Linked DNA regions of Mus musculus: regions 1, 2, 4 and 5 are each linked to region 3. A link is a contact called in public ChIA-PET, HiChIP or PLAC-seq and promoter capture Hi-C data. All regions are on one chromosome and are shown on one strand. Each heading gives the region's core, a stretch centred on a gene start, on an enhancer-like site or on the middle of the called end of the contact. The rest is flanking DNA. Distances are from core to core; before and after follow the strand shown. Region 1 overlaps Hmg20a (high mobility group 20A). Region 2 has its middle 74 kb from the start of Gm31529. Region 3 holds the start of Tspan3 (tetraspanin 3). Region 4 holds the start of Lingo1 (leucine rich repeat and Ig domain containing 1). Region 5 has its middle 7.7 kb from the start of Gm26868.

Region 1 (2,700 bases), core at 199-2,698, 300 kb after region 3:
AGTAACACAAACTTAAGAGAGTGCGGGGTGGGGGTAGGGGGAGGGGTGGAAAGTGTGTTCTCTGAACTTCCTTTGTTTATGTGGTCTGTTTATATGTTGTTAAGGTTGTGTTATCCAGCTGTCCCCCTACACTTCAAAAACTGACTTAAGATATCTGGAAAACACTCTTAAGAAGGCCATGTTGACACAGTGAGGAAAAAAAAAAAAACACTTAATTTGTTCTCTGCCAAATAATATATCCCTTTAGGAATGTGGAAATGGTGCCAAAAAGCTTCAGATGCCCAGTTCTGAGGCTCTTGGAAGGCCAGTGACTTCTAGGGACACTTTTAGAAATACATTGACCAAGTCCTTTTTAGGCTGGAGGCTGTGTGACTGTTAGACTATGGTATCTCTCTCTCTTTGTGGGGAAGGAACCAAGTTAAATGAACATTATTAACACTGGATTGGTAACCTCTCGTCTGGTCTTAAATAATATGAATTAAAACTTAGGTATATGTGAGTTGGGATCATTCTAGAAAACAAGTGGAATTCTCCAGTACTTGTTAGAGCCATTCCACTGTAAAAAAATACCTTGTCTTGAAGAAACTGAAGATGCTCTCAAGCTTCTGCACATGGCATGAAGGCCTGCCTCCTCTGCCTCCAGGCTTCCTGTGTGCCGGAGTTCCCAAGATAAATAGAGAAGCTTCTTTTGTCATGTTCAGCTATGGATGGATCTTGGTCTGCTAAATAATACGTTTAGACGTGAACTCAACTAAGACAAGAAATAAAGCGTCAGTATTAGTGTTTGGGAATTAAACCATCGAGCGGTGTGAATGTGGGGCGGCATCACCTGCAGCTGTTCCGATTCCCCCCCCCGCCCCCCCCCAGGATGAACACTGGCTGGCTCTGGCTGCTGTGCTGGCCTTAATCGCCCCTCCCCAGTAGCACGGAGGACTGCCCAGGGCCGCCTCAGTAAAATCCCTCCTTCACATCTCAATTCACCCACTGATTGCCGCCTTCTCTCTTGAGTGCTTTGCAGTTCCACTTAAGGGGCTGATGTTTGGGGTCACTATTGAGTGTTTTGTGTGAATATCACTTTCGTGATGAATTGGCGGCGGCTGCTGCTTTTAACTGTATGGGGTGAAGCCCTCGGTGGTAAACCTTGAAAGGGAAAAATCCTTCTCTGTAGAGATATGCTAAATGAAATTACTCTCTTTGTCTCTTTGTCCTTTTATCCTTGCAGTCCGATAACCTCAGGCTCCTGTGATTTATATGTTTTCTTCAATTAAGCCGAGCTGTTTGCTGGACGCAGGTGCATGCTATTCGTGCTGTGCGTTGTGGCAGTGAAGTGGTGCACGTTTCTGACCTGGAAGTGTGGTTTCTCTGACTCAGAACCACATCAGTGTGCCTTCCGCCCTCTGCTTCCTTTGCACTATTTCCTTTTTGAAGGGCTCGGTTTGTTGCCATGTAATCCGAGCATGATTCATGAGGGACTAAGAGCTGGTAGTGTTGTAATAATAATACTGCGTATAGTACTTCTCCAAACGCTTGCTGTCGTAGCCTGTTTATGAAGTACTTTCAGCTTAATCCCTCTCAGTAAGTTAAGTCAGTTAAGCTTTGTAAGTTAAGTCAGCAGTTTTGTCTCTGTCCACAATGGTGAAATCTTAGCTTGAAGTGATTGGCTAAATATCTTGCTCAAGGTTTCAGCCCCTCTAGGTCACTCCACCTAAAAATCTCTACAGGAAAGGAATGCTTTTGATGGCCTGGGGAGATGGGGCAGTGGGTAAAAACACTTGCTGCACAGACCTCACAGTGGAAAAACAACCTCTGACCTCCACACAAAAACCGTGGTACACACACACACATGCAATGCACACACAACAATAATAAGTTAAAGTTGTTTACTTTCTTAAAGAACACTTTAGAGACACAGACCATATGAAGCCCAAGAAGAAGGAAAGCCAAAATGTGGATGCTTCAGTGCCTCTTAGAAGGGTGAACAAAATACAGGAGGAAATATGGAGACAAAGTGTAGAGCAGAGACTGAAGAAAAGGCCATCCAGAGACTGCCCCATCTAGGGATCCACCCCATATGCAGCCACCAATCCTGGACACTATTGTGGATGCCGGGAAGTGCTTGCTGACAGAAGCCTGATATGGCTGTCTCCTGAGAAGCTCTGCCAGAGCCCGACAAATAGAGAGGCAGGTGCTCGCAGCCAACTATTGGACTGAGCGTGGGGTTCCCGATGGAGGACTGGAGAAGGAACTGAAGGAGCTGAGGGGGTTTGCAACCCCATGGAGGAAGCATCAGTGTCAACTGGCCAGACCCTCCCCCAACCCCCACTTAGCTCCCAGGGATGGCACTACCAACCAAAGAGTACACATGTAGAGACCCATGGCACTGGCCAAATATGTGGCAGAGGATGGCCTTGTTGGACATCAGTGGGAGGACTGGCCCTCAGGCCTGAAGGTGTTCGATGTCCCAATGTAGGAAAATGCCAGGGAAGATAGTGGGTGGGTGGGGGAGCACCCTTATAGAGCCAGGGAGAGGGGGCATGGGATAGGGGCTTCCGAAGGGGAGACCTGGAAAGGGGAAAACATTTGAAATATAAATAAAGAAAATATTCAATGAAAAAGGGGGAGGAGGAGGAGGAAGAAAGAGGGGGGAAGAATGGGAAAAAACAGTTTAGAGCATGAATAAAAGATTTTCCAAAGTATGCC
Region 2 (2,746 bases), core at 1-2,500, 350 kb after region 3:
GTTGGAAGAAAAAAAAAAAGTCAATGTGAAGGAATAAAGACATTTATTTGATGGAGGTAGGGATGCTTCGGCCTCTTTCCCAGCCCCTGCCTCACCTGAAAGTAACTGCCTGGTCCAAAAAAAAAAAAAAAAAAAAAAATCCACCTACATAGGGGCAACACTCCCTTCTGGTCCTTGTCAGCTTCCGAGTGTCCCTCTGTCCTGTGTCAGCACCTAGTAGTCTGAGTTCAGCAGGAAAGGCCGGATGCAGGCCTGGCCCTGGCCCTTCTCTCCTAGCTTGACAGGAGGAGGCCTTGACCTGCCTACAGGATGCGGGTTCACATCCTGCACCTCATCATGGAATCCGGCTTCGCCTGCTGCTCTGGTTTCTTCTTACAATCCCAAGAGACAGGAGCCCTGCAGGGCAGGGAAAGGACCCAAGGCCAGACTTCCAAGCAGAACGCTTTTGGGATGCCTGAGCCTCAGCCTGTCTGTCTTTCAGGGGTGGGGAGGGAAGGGCCCCCCACTCTTTCCCAATGTCCCAGTCTTAAACTCGTGCAGTCCAAAACAAGCCAGTTCATTGTGTTCTTGGATATAAATATTGATTCTGGTTGATGTTAACATTCTGTTCATAAAAGAATGTAACATATTTCTCTCACACCATATTAGACTGATGTGTTGTTTGGCCAAGAGAAGTAGAGATTTCTGGCTTCTGCAGAAAATGTGGACATTTAAATGCATGCAGCTTTCAGAAGTCTGGAGAGCAGACTCAGAATAGCAACGAGGGCTTTTGGCTGGCTTCAGCCCTGTCCTCCTCCATCCTTGGCTTGTCACTTTGGCGTTCCTAATCTCTTGTAATTAGGAAGCTGCTTGGCTGTCCACATCTGCTTTCATCAGGAAGGCCTATAAGGTCAGCGCTGAACATTTTTAATTTTCTTCCCTTGAGAAAAAGATCTGGGAGGTCTCCCATTTTTCTTCCCCTCTCCACGTGGGAGGGGAGGGTAAAGGCTTCAGACCAGAGGGTGGTCCATCCAAGCATTCCAACCTGGGCCAGACAAGCCCAAGAATAGGATGTGCTGGCCGCCTTGGCAAGGCAAATTCCCCACATTCCACAAGCGCTCTTCACGGGAAATCTAACTCATGAGAAAGTGGAATTCATGATGTGTATGCGTGTGCATTCGGGTGCCAGCACGTCTCACACAGACAGATCCCCGGCTCTCTGGTATTTCGTAAGAGTGGTAGAGCCCATTTCCAGATGTGGGAAGCCAGACTGGGTCGCTGTGCTGTCAGAGGAAGCAGCGCCCTCTGCTGTCCAGATCAGACAGCACCGCGGTGGAGGGAAAGGACCCGAGGGGTCTGGAAAGCAAGTTCCTGGTTAAAACCTTGGCTCACCGTGGCATGCTGGAGGCCTTGCACCTCCTTTTTCTTCCCACTGCGAGCCTGCAAGAGGCTGGCTGCCCTCGGACTAGCTGGTTCTTTTGATGTTCTGTAGCTGCGAGCCAGCCAAAAATGAGGATTTGCTATAAAACTCCAGCCTCCCGCAGCATCTGCTGAGCTAGTTCCGAGGTGAGAGGCAGTGGCGCTGACTTCTGCATGAGAACCTAGCCAGCAATCCCAAGCCAGGCGAGACAATAGGGGCAGCGTGCCCACGAGGAGGCCTCTGGCCGAGAGGCAGCCCTGTGGCCTCATTGTGCCCTTGGAAGGCGCTGGCAGAGGCCTGGCTGCCTCCGAGGCTTCCAGCAGAGTGGAAGCTGCCATGGCTCAGCTCAGGCATACTGGCATCTCCACCTCCAGGAGCTGGCAACACAGACAGAGGGAGGCCCCGCCCTCTGCCCTGTTTCCTGCCAAGAAGAAGGCTCTGCAGCACTGCCAGAGTCGATTCGCCGGGTTGAGGGAGGGGAAACGACAGAGAGCGAGAGAAGGAGAGAAGGGGAGAAGGAGAGAGGAAAGAGGTAGAAAATGGGAGAAAAGGAAGGGCGTAGGGAGGAAGAGAGGGAGGAGGGAGAGAGAAGGAGGGAGATAAAGAGGAAGAAGAGAGGGAGAGGAGGAGAAAGGAAGGGAAACGGTGAAGGAAAAGAAATGAGGAAGAAAGAGGGGAGGGAGAGAAGTGTGTGTGTGTGTGTGTGTGTGTGTGTGCGCGCGCGCGCGCGCGCGCGCGCTGCCCAAGCTCCCAAGCCAGGTGCAGAAAGCTACTGAAGCAAACTTATTGGACAACCTTTCAGTTTTGCAAGAGAAAAATAGAAGGCATAAGACAATCAGTTTCTGTTTTGAGGGGAAGATTTTTATTTGTTTATTTTTGGCAAACTGAGCTCCTCTCTGCTGGGAGGACTGAAAACCCAAACCACCAAACAGCCCCTAACAACAATGCCCTTCTCTCTCTCTCTGGGACCAATTTCCAGACAGCACAGCGGTCCTGACAAGGTCAACAAGCCGAAGCTGGGAGCGCAAGATCTTTATCTACGTGGGAAATAAGAAAATCATTTGACTGATAAAAGGAAATACAATAAATAGCATCTAAATTCCTGGCTGCATTCCCCCGAGCCCCTCCTCTGCAAGAGAAAGTGCCAGGGCAGGAATACAACTGCCACTACAGCAGGTTTAAAAATAGCACACTGCACACAGCCCTTCCTACCTTCCAGAAAGACTTCATTACCGGGTCCTCAGCCCTGAGCCTGCAGAGCCGCTGCCGGGGCTTTCTTACCCCTGCTCTGGATTTTTCTTCTTTGGAAGCATGAAGGCAGCGGGTGTGATACATTTCCCTCCCGCT
Region 3 (2,700 bases), core at 8-2,507:
TGAGAACCTGAGGGTCAGTTGGGTCCCAAATCACCAGTAGTGTGCCCATAATTAATAATTTATCAGAAAACACCCAACAGTAGTGTGTGGGTCATACTGCAGTACACTACCAGACTTTAAGTAAGAGTACCAAAGTAAAAAGGTTGAACTGTTCTAATATTAAGCTGTTCTTTTTTTTTTTTTTAAGAAACAAAAAAAGATGTGATAGACGACATTTTTGATAGTTTTTTTTCCTGGTGCAAAGTCCAGAAGGATTCAAGACGGAGGAGAGGGCCAAAGAACAACAGGTTAGTAAAAAGTCCCAGGTGAGATAATGACCTGACTCAAGACAGGTCGGTTATAAGCACTTTCTCTGGGGCCAGGTTTCCCGAGCCCCTCCAAAGAGCAACCTTTTATAGAAGTGAATTGGTTGCTTTAAAAATCTCCTGGCAGCTGATACATTTAAAAGGGTTTATAACCTCAGGCTACCCATCCCCACAACAGCGATTTTCTTGATCAAAGAAATGCTCTGCTGTTTCACGCTGAATCCTTTCCGTTTTCTGGGCTGCTTACCAGCCAACCAACTCTATACAAAGAGCTCTAAGCCGAAATTCCTGGCCCGGGACTCGACAGGCGTCCCCACGTAGCTGCTACATGACCTGGGGACAGCCGCTGGCTCTGCGAGGACTCAGACAAAGACAGCGGACCCGACTCACAGGGGAGTATCCCATTTCGGGCCTGGCGTCCCGACAGACTCAGCCCTGAGAACAGAGCGACCCGCAGGCTCACGCCGCGGCGACCCGCGTAACCCTGGCACCGTGCCAGCGGACCGGAGGCCCCCCGGGACCTCCGGTCGGCACCGTCCTGGCCTCTGCTGGGCCCTGGAAGGACCTCACCAAGAGCTCCGAGGCCGCAGGGCCCGGGCGACCCCTCGGCCGGCTCCCGCGCCCGCCTGGTCCCCACGCGCCGCACAGAGGCCTCCCCTGTCCGGTCTCCCCGCCAGCTCACCCAGAAGATGAGGTTGAGGAAGACCAGCACGGTCTTAGAGGAGGTGATGCCGCATTGGCCCATGGTGCCGGCGGCCGGCGGAGGCCCGGCTGGGCGAGCGGAGCGGCGCTCACCGAGCGAGAAGGCAATGGCGCCGGCGGCTCTGCTGAGAACTGCTGGGCCCGAGCCGCGTTCCCGCAGACCCCCGCGCCGCCCCAGCAAGCACCTCGCAGCTGCGTGCAGCCCGCCGCAGGCCCCCTAGGCCGTTCCCAGGCAACTAAGTCCCGCGTCTGCGGCCGCTTCTGCCAATCAGCGCCGCGGAGAACGAGGTGGCCTCGCCTCTTAAAGGAGCCGACGCCTCCGCGCCTTTTCTTCTGGCCTCTGACCGTCCTTGAGTGTAGAATCCTCTTCTGGGGAATTTCTAGTGGGACAAACACGTTCCCCGTCTTATTGAGTTACTTTTACAAGACCAAATGACTGGAAGACCACAGAATTCTGTTCTGTTAACTACTCTTCCCTAGAAAGACCCACCTCACATGAGGATTTTCGTGACTGCATGATACCTAAGCAGCACCCCATATAAGTTGGGAAGAAATACGGTGGACATCAACACACGATTATGAAGAATTTAGTATGCCAGAAGCTCTGCTAGCTCTGATAAAAAAAAATCATCAGGAAAGGAGAAAACACTGGCGCACTAGCAAAGCAGAGATGGTTGGGCAAGGCAGCCACCCTTTCAGCTCTATTCTTTGGACTGAGATTTGCAATTACAGATACATCTTCATACATGTTGACATGTGCGCTCTTTCCTGTAATCTTAAATGAATGGTAGCAATTAGCACCTTAAAAATAAAAACGGAGTGTGTGTCTGTGTGTGTGTGTCTGTGTGAGCATGTGCGTGTGCACCCACAAACATCCCACAGCACAGAAGTAAAGGTCAGAAGACAACTTTGGGAGTCAGTTCTTTACTTCCACCCTGTGGGTCCCAGGTCATCAGCTTTGGTGGCAATGTGACCTCCGCTCTGCTGGCTGCATGCATATTAGCTTCTTTTAACTATTAGTTCATTCATGCCACTACCCCTCCCCCAGCTTCAGATGACTGTCAGACTAATTTTACTGGTAGGGTAATTAAGGGTTAGAAAGGATGCCAAACTTGCCTGCAGCCACACATAGAAGAGTGATCTAATGCAGAAGCCACCTCAGCCACACACAGTACTTCTGCCACTGTCCTGCACTCTCCCTTACTCGGGACCTCTTTACCTGTCCTCAAACATCTCTTTTTCCTGTAGCCTCCCTGGTTCATCATCTTCCCTGGGCATTCACAGAAATACCCAAGCACCTCAGCATCCTATTCATCTGTATCAAGCAATGTCCATGTTATCAAAGACCCACTCATGTTCCCAAGACCTCACTCTGCACCTATTCTAGGTGATGGCATTCCACCATGAGGAAGAAGACAATGCTTGCCCATGTGGGGTTTTCATTCCAGTAGAAGAGGGTAGATATACCATGAGCAAAGAGGCAAGCAGACATGAGACGCGATGGTTGGGTCAGACCTAGAACACTGTACTGAGTGACAGGTGCAGCTAAATCCATTCTCAGGGAGAGATATAAATAACATCCACCCCTCCTCCCCAGGTCCCAGTGACAAACCTGGGTACACCAATGCTCACTAATATAAGACTTACTTGAGAGCAAAAGGTGAGGAGTTATGAACAGGAGAATGGATGACCT
Region 4 (2,700 bases), core at 15-2,514, 470 kb after region 3:
GGAGGCTCCTTCCTCACCTCCCCCCTTCTCAGCAGGCTCCCACTTCCCACCCATTTCCCTAGGAATGAAAAGTGGGGCAGGAGGAGGTGAGAAGCCCGGCTGAACGAAGACAAAGGGGAGCCCCGAAGGTTCCTGGGTCTTCCTCAACTGGACTCCCCCCTCCCTTTTCTTCCGCCCTCCACCTCCCTTTCATCCAGGCGGAGCGAGAAAGGAGCCAGAAAGAGGCTGACAAGGTTCCTGTGGAGAGAGGGGCAATCCTAGAGCCTGGGGAGAAACTGTTTGCTAGCTGTGTCCTCAAGCTTAAGGGTATTAGCCAGGGCTGGGGAGTGGTCTCTGGTCCACCGAAAGGGACTCACCCAGAGCTGAGAGAACATATCCTCTTGGGTGACCACTGCCCAGAATGGGAGGATGATTTAGGGGGCACCAGGGCAGGAATGGAAAGGAATGGTAGGGATCTCTCCTTGACCACGGGTCCCAGCTTGCCAACCAGGGATCTGTTAGGACCAGCGGAACGGAAATGGGAAAATCATTTGAAACTTGAGGGTCAGGCCTGCGACCCCAAAGGGGGTCTGGGCGGTACAAGGTGCCCTACATAGCCCCATGAGGGTGAAGCCTGGGCCGACAGCAGCTTCCAGCTCCCAGCTCGCCGCAGGGCTGCCGACTCGGGCTCGGCCAAGACGGAGGGGCTCACCTGCATCTCGGGCGCGCTGTCCGTCCGCTCGGCTTGGTCACCAATCGCATGTCTCTCTTGCCGGCGCGGCCCCAGCCCCAGCCCAGCCCCCCTCCTCGGTCTCCTCCTACAACACCTCCGCCCGGTCCGCGCGCCCTCGCAGGGCTGGCTGTCCGTCTGTCTGTCCCACGCGGGCGGGAGCCCAGTCGACTCTAGGGCAGGAGCTCGGGAGTCGGGGGCGGAGGCCGAGGCCCTGGCCGTAGCGGGCTGAGGAGCCGGGGCTCTCAGGACGAGTGTTGCGGGCTCCCGGAGCCTGGCTCTGTCCCTTGGGCCGGCCGGGAGCGGCCGCCACCGCCTCTACCGCTGGGGCCGGGGTCGAGGCCGGGCGTTCTCTGCAGCGGGGCCGGGGCCAGGGCTGGGACCGGTGGGCAGCTGCCGCGCATGCTGCTCTGAGCCCCGCGTCGGGAGAGGGGCCCGAGCGGCGCGGGTGGGGACTCCGCGCGCTCCGGGACCGGGACGGGTCCAGGTCCGGCCGCCTCCTGAGCTGCCGCCCGCTCCGGCTCCCGCGCCGGCTCCCGCTCGGGCTCCGCGCTCTGCCGCGGCGTGGGGAGGGAGCGAGAGGAGCGAGCAGCGAGCCAGGGAGGGAGGAGGGACAGAGGGAGGGAGGGAGGGAGCTAGTGAGCGAGCTCTGGAGCCGGGCGGGGGAGGAGAGAGAAGGCGCGGCCGCAAAACCTGGGTGGGGGTCCTTCTTTCAGAGAACCGGACGAAGATGGAGGAGCGCCCCAGCAGCTGCCCAGCGCCCAGGGCGCAGCGAGAGTGGCAGCGGGGCGCAGACGAAGAACGCTCCCGGGCCGGCGCCCCCGCGCTCCCGCCCTGCACCACGCAGCGCCCCTCTGGGTCCCAGGCTCCAGCAAGTCTTAAGCCAGCCCAGCCCGCGGTCTTCCCAGAGTGCGTGCACCCATTCGCGTTTGATTGTCTCTGGCCACATGCGTGTGCATGTGAGCGCGTGTGTTCACACGTGTTAACTGGGGTCACTGCACACTGCCGTGTGGACCGACACACGCACGTGGACAGACAGCCCCCACACCCCCCAACCTGATCACGGTTGTTTAGAGGACAGCTTGAGGAGGGTCAGGTCTTGACCCCTCCTCTCGAAATGTCCAGGACACCCCCCACCACACACACACACACACACACACACATACACCACACCACACCACACCACCACCACCATTGCTTCCTAGGGATCTTAGGGTGAGGCCGGCCGCCGGGAAGCACAGGAAGGGGATGTGGAAGCCGAGCTGGCTAAGTGGGTCTACCGGGAGGCCAGGTCTAGAATCTGCTTTAGCATCCCAGTCCCCTCCCCGTCGGGTTTCCTGTCCAGCAGAGGGCAGCAGGCCTATCTGCCAGGCTCCGGACGGTGGCACTCTACCAAGTGACCAGCAGAGGGCAGTATAGATCCTCGGTCTGGGCTTAGCTATTTACCATCTAACTCCCTAAAATAAATACTGAGTTTGGTGGGTACCACATCTTCAGATGGCTCCACAGAACAAGACCTTTACATAGAGACCCAAACTCTTCTTGGGCCACAGATCAGAGACTAGCCTGGCAGGGTGGCCTGGCAAGGGCTGCGGTGTAGGCAGGCAACCCGTTGGGACCTCATCTATCTACTGCACCTCTTTCCATCTGCTTGAAGCCAGATGCCCCTTAAAACCATGCCAGATTGATTAGAATAACCATCAATGAAGACACCACAAGGCAGAGTTCCCTTCTCCCCATTAGCACCTCAGCACTCCCGATAGTTTGTAGGCAGGCAAAGAAGGAAGCTGAGCAGGGCAGGAAGAGACCAGCGCAAGGCCTGTCTTTCTGGGGTGGGCAAGGATCCCGTTCCCAGTACCTCGTTCTCCTTCCAAGGAACCAGACTGACATTTCGGAGATACCTGGCTGGCTTGGAGAGGCCAGCTTCAAGTTCCCACCCCCAGCACTGTCTTGATTTCCACAGACCAGCCTTACACACATAGTCCAAAGAG
Region 5 (2,700 bases), core at 130-2,629, 440 kb after region 3:
TAGTCTGGGGAGATGGCTCAGTGGGTAAAGTGCTTGCCATGCAAATGTGGGGACCAGAGTTCCGATTTCTAGAACCCGTACAAAAGCATAAAAGCTAGCACACGCGGAAGTCTTCTGCTAGGCTACCCAGAATATGAAAGTTCTGGGTTCAGTGAGCAACTCCATAAATAAAATGGAGAGAGCAGTCAAGGAAGACACTTGCCAACTTTGGACTTCCACATGTGTATACACACACATGCATACACACTCACACACACATGCACACATACACACGCGCGCACACATACACCACATACACATACTTGAGAGAAAGAAAGGCCCTGGGCCTGAGTGAAATCTCCAGGATGAGAGGGACTCCTACCCAGAGTTCCTCGCTCCCCTCCCTCTCCACTCTGTCTTCTTTCATAGCGCTCATCACTTTCAAATATTGCCATAGGGTCAGCTTTAGCTCAAGCGATTATCATCAAATATTGCCATAGCCGACTTATTTATCTTGTTTATTGTCTGTTTCTCCCACTCAGCCTGTGCTGTCCAATATGGAGGCTGCTGGCCACAGGGGGCTGTTTGGTCACAGGAAATGTGACTGGTCCGAGCTGCCACATGCTATAAGTATACAATACACATCATGTTATGAAGAGTTGGTGCTAAAAAGTGAATAAAGGATCTCATCTTTAATTTTAATAACATCACTCACTGAAGCCTGTGTCGATAAAATTGAATCTCACCCAACTCTTACAAAGTAGCTGCTAGAAATTTAACATGAACTCCGAATCCCATGGTGCTTTTCAGCTGGAGAGCATTGCAATACACCAGGGATTGATGCACTGTGGTCTGAGTGTCACACGTAGCAAACCACCTGTTTGGGAGTGATCCAGGAATAAGAATAGTCAGCACATCTCTAAGGGATTATGAGAAAATAAAGAAGTTAAATATACCCGACAAATCCACAAAGATGATATGTGGCCCACAAAGCCAGGACTGCTTACTCTGGAGTTTGGCAAGAAGTAGCTGTTGCTGTTGTCACTGTTGCTAGGCTGTGAGAGTGATCAACACATGGACTTCTGTCAGTTCTGTGTTTCATTGTGTCCCTAATGACTCATACAGTATGCACACTGTCGGGCACATAGTAGGCATTCAGTAAACATTTGATAAGTGGATGAATGAATGGTTGTACTTCCCTGAAGGCTGTTGTTCCTTCTGCTCCTGAAGGCATATTTGTGCTCAGATCTCCTACCTCTTCCACCCTATAGGACATGGGACCCAGCCATGAGCTGGGGGTGTCATCCTGGAGATGACGCTCTAAGTACTGTCTCTTACCATCTGTTTTGAGGCCAGAGCCACCATCATCCTTTCCAGCTGTTGCAGCTTTGGAGTGGAGGACAGCGACAGGAACTCACCCACTCCCTGACCTCAGAGCAACATAGGCTGTGGAAGAGGAAGTGCTCTGTGTGGGAAAGGCCGGTAGTTCCTGCTGGGAAGCAGGTTTGGAGTCTTTGGTGTCAATATGCTCCTGGGAGTCAAGGAGCCTGTCCATGGAAGGCAAACTGACTGGAGCCTACAGAGGGAGTGCCAGCCAGTACTGAGTCCTGCCTCTATGTGTGTGGCTATGACGGGTTAGAAACTAGACCTTATATATGTTATATATGTTTTAAAGTAGGGTTTCTGTTTTGACTTCTTTGTGTTTACCTTGTATATTCTTTGTGATACAATTATTTTATTTTTTAAATTGTATTTCTTTTGAGATAGCATCTCTCTATGTAGTTCTTGCTGTCATGTAGGCTTGCCTTTAACTCAGAGATCTACCTGCCTCTGCCTCCCAAGTGCTGGAGTCAAAGGCATGCACCACTGTGCCTCTCTTGTAATATAATTCTTGTTTCAGTTGTTACTGTTTTTAGTTTTTGAGACGGAATCTTGCTATGTATCCCAGGTTTGAATTTTTGAGAGATCAAGAGTTAGAAAGACTCCCTGGTAGGCAGACACAGACAGAGGGGCTGTGGTTAGGTAATGAATGTGGTCAGTTTCCAAGACTGCCACCATCTTCCTCATCCTCCTGACTTGAAACAAAAGCCTGATAGCTTTTGTCTCCAGCAGTAGGTCCCCTGCTGATAGACTGGCTCAACAAGTCAAGGCCTGCTCACACCAGCTGTAGATCAATCAACCATCCTGTCTTTAACTGACCAACCCTAAAGTAGGGAGGAAAACTCTCCGGAGGCTTTAAAAGCCCAGCCCTGGAGAAGAGACAAGATTTCTTGGCTTCCCAAGTTCCCCTCTGCTTTGCAGAGTCTTTTCTCTGTGGTGTCTGCATGTGTGTTTCCTCACCCACAACAAACACCTTCCTTCAACTGCTGGTTCTGTTTGCGGAGCTTGAGGTTTCTCTGCTGCCACCTGTTGCGGTTCAAATCTCTCCTGGCATTTACTTCTTTAACTGGCAAAGAAAATGAACCGGACCAAGACCCTTAGACTGTATTATTTCAAGACTCCTAGATTGTATCACTTTTTGTCCTCCAAGCTCAGGTTCCTGAGTGCTAGACTTGCAGGTATGGGCCACCACACACCCAGCTTATGAAACTTGGAGGGCCAGGGAGATGGCTTGGAGAGTTGAGGCACTCTCTGTGCACACCTGATGACTTCAATTTGATCCTGTATAAAGGTGGAAGAAGAGAAGCAACTCCAAAAGGTGTCCTGTGACTTACACACACA

What was found. Promoter capture Hi-C pulls out the DNA fragments that hold promoters and counts their contacts. ChIA-PET counts read pairs in DNA pulled down with a chosen protein or histone mark. HiChIP or PLAC-seq counts read pairs in DNA pulled down with a chosen protein or histone mark.
Region 1: a contact with region 3 is called in an RNA polymerase II ChIA-PET map of memory CD8 T cells, with 54 read pairs. The contact joins the enhancer-like site here to the promoter of Tspan3 in region 3. A contact is called at or near these places in 7 of 39 promoter capture datasets (the 3T3-L1 cell line, cranial neural crest, embryonic stem cells and 3 more), 3 of 115 datasets of contacts at active chromatin or transcription factors (bone marrow-derived macrophages, embryonic stem cells and memory CD8 T cells) and 3 of 9 other capture datasets (adipose tissue, liver and macrophages).
Region 2: a contact with region 3 is called in a promoter capture Hi-C map of neutrophils, with 6 times the contacts expected there. The contact joins the enhancer-like site here to the promoter of Tspan3 in region 3. A contact is called at or near these places in 16 of 39 promoter capture datasets (the 3T3-L1 cell line, 3T3-L1-derived adipocytes, the C10 cell line and 10 more), 2 of 484 Hi-C or Micro-C datasets (the HL-1 cell line and bone marrow-derived macrophages), 11 of 115 datasets of contacts at active chromatin or transcription factors (the 230-238 cell line, bone marrow-derived macrophages, craniofacial prominence and 5 more) and 4 of 9 other capture datasets (adipose tissue, embryonic stem cells, liver and 1 more).
Region 4: a contact with region 3 is called in an H3K4me3 HiChIP or PLAC-seq map of embryonic stem cells, with 4 times the contacts expected there. The contact joins the promoter of Lingo1 here to the promoter of Tspan3 in region 3. A contact is called at or near these places in 7 of 39 promoter capture datasets (the 3T3-L1 cell line, cranial neural crest, embryonic stem cells and 2 more), 2 of 15 datasets of contacts at CTCF or cohesin (embryonic stem cells and large pre-B cells), 2 of 484 Hi-C or Micro-C datasets (bone marrow-derived macrophages and embryonic stem cells), 10 of 115 datasets of contacts at active chromatin or transcription factors (craniofacial prominence, embryonic forebrain, embryonic hindbrain and 4 more) and 2 of 9 other capture datasets (adipose tissue and macrophages).
Region 5: an H3K4me3 HiChIP or PLAC-seq map of bone marrow-derived macrophages shows a contact between it and region 3, with 7 times the contacts expected there. The contact joins the enhancer-like site here to the promoter of Tspan3 in region 3. A contact is called at or near these places in 7 of 39 promoter capture datasets (the C10 cell line, cranial neural crest, embryonic stem cells and 2 more), 4 of 115 datasets of contacts at active chromatin or transcription factors (T-cell acute lymphoblastic leukemia, astrocytes, bone marrow-derived macrophages and 1 more) and 3 of 9 other capture datasets (adipose tissue, embryonic stem cells and liver).

The regions. Positions count from the first base shown.
Region 1 is chr9:56,464,058-56,466,757 of GRCm38.p6, forward strand. The region is part of intron 1 of Hmg20a (high mobility group 20A); the gene reads left to right. Among named protein-coding and RNA genes, the nearest start is that of Hmg20a, 47 kb to the left of the region's middle. Within about 2 kb of position 1,449, at least 178 of the 459 cell types and tissues checked have an H3K27ac peak or open chromatin away from gene starts, as enhancers often do. A contact at or near this core is called in adipose tissue, bone marrow-derived macrophages and memory CD8 T cells, where this site is marked.
Region 2 is chr9:56,504,876-56,507,621 of GRCm38.p6, forward strand. No RefSeq gene overlaps it. Among named protein-coding and RNA genes, the nearest start is that of Gm31529, 74 kb to the right of the region's middle. Within about 2 kb of position 1,251, at least 268 of the 459 cell types and tissues checked have an H3K27ac peak or open chromatin away from gene starts, as enhancers often do. A contact at or near this core is called in 3T3-L1-derived adipocytes, the HL-1 cell line, adipose tissue and 13 more, where this site is marked.
Region 3 is chr9:56,159,813-56,162,512 of GRCm38.p6, forward strand. It overlaps Tspan3 (tetraspanin 3), which reads right to left and starts at 1,258. Exons shown (of 7, transcript NM_019793.3): 1 at 988-1,258. The coding sequence starts at 1,050.
Region 4 is chr9:56,634,384-56,637,083 of GRCm38.p6, forward strand. Lingo1 (leucine rich repeat and Ig domain containing 1) reads right to left here and starts at 1,265. Exons shown (of 2, transcript NM_001311076.1): 1 at 692-1,265. The coding sequence starts at 697.
Region 5 is chr9:56,597,647-56,600,346 of GRCm38.p6, forward strand. No RefSeq gene overlaps it. Among named protein-coding and RNA genes, the nearest start is that of Gm26868, 7.7 kb to the right of the region's middle. Within about 2 kb of position 1,380, at least 17 of the 459 cell types and tissues checked have an H3K27ac peak or open chromatin away from gene starts, as enhancers often do. A contact at or near this core is called in bone marrow-derived macrophages, where this site is marked.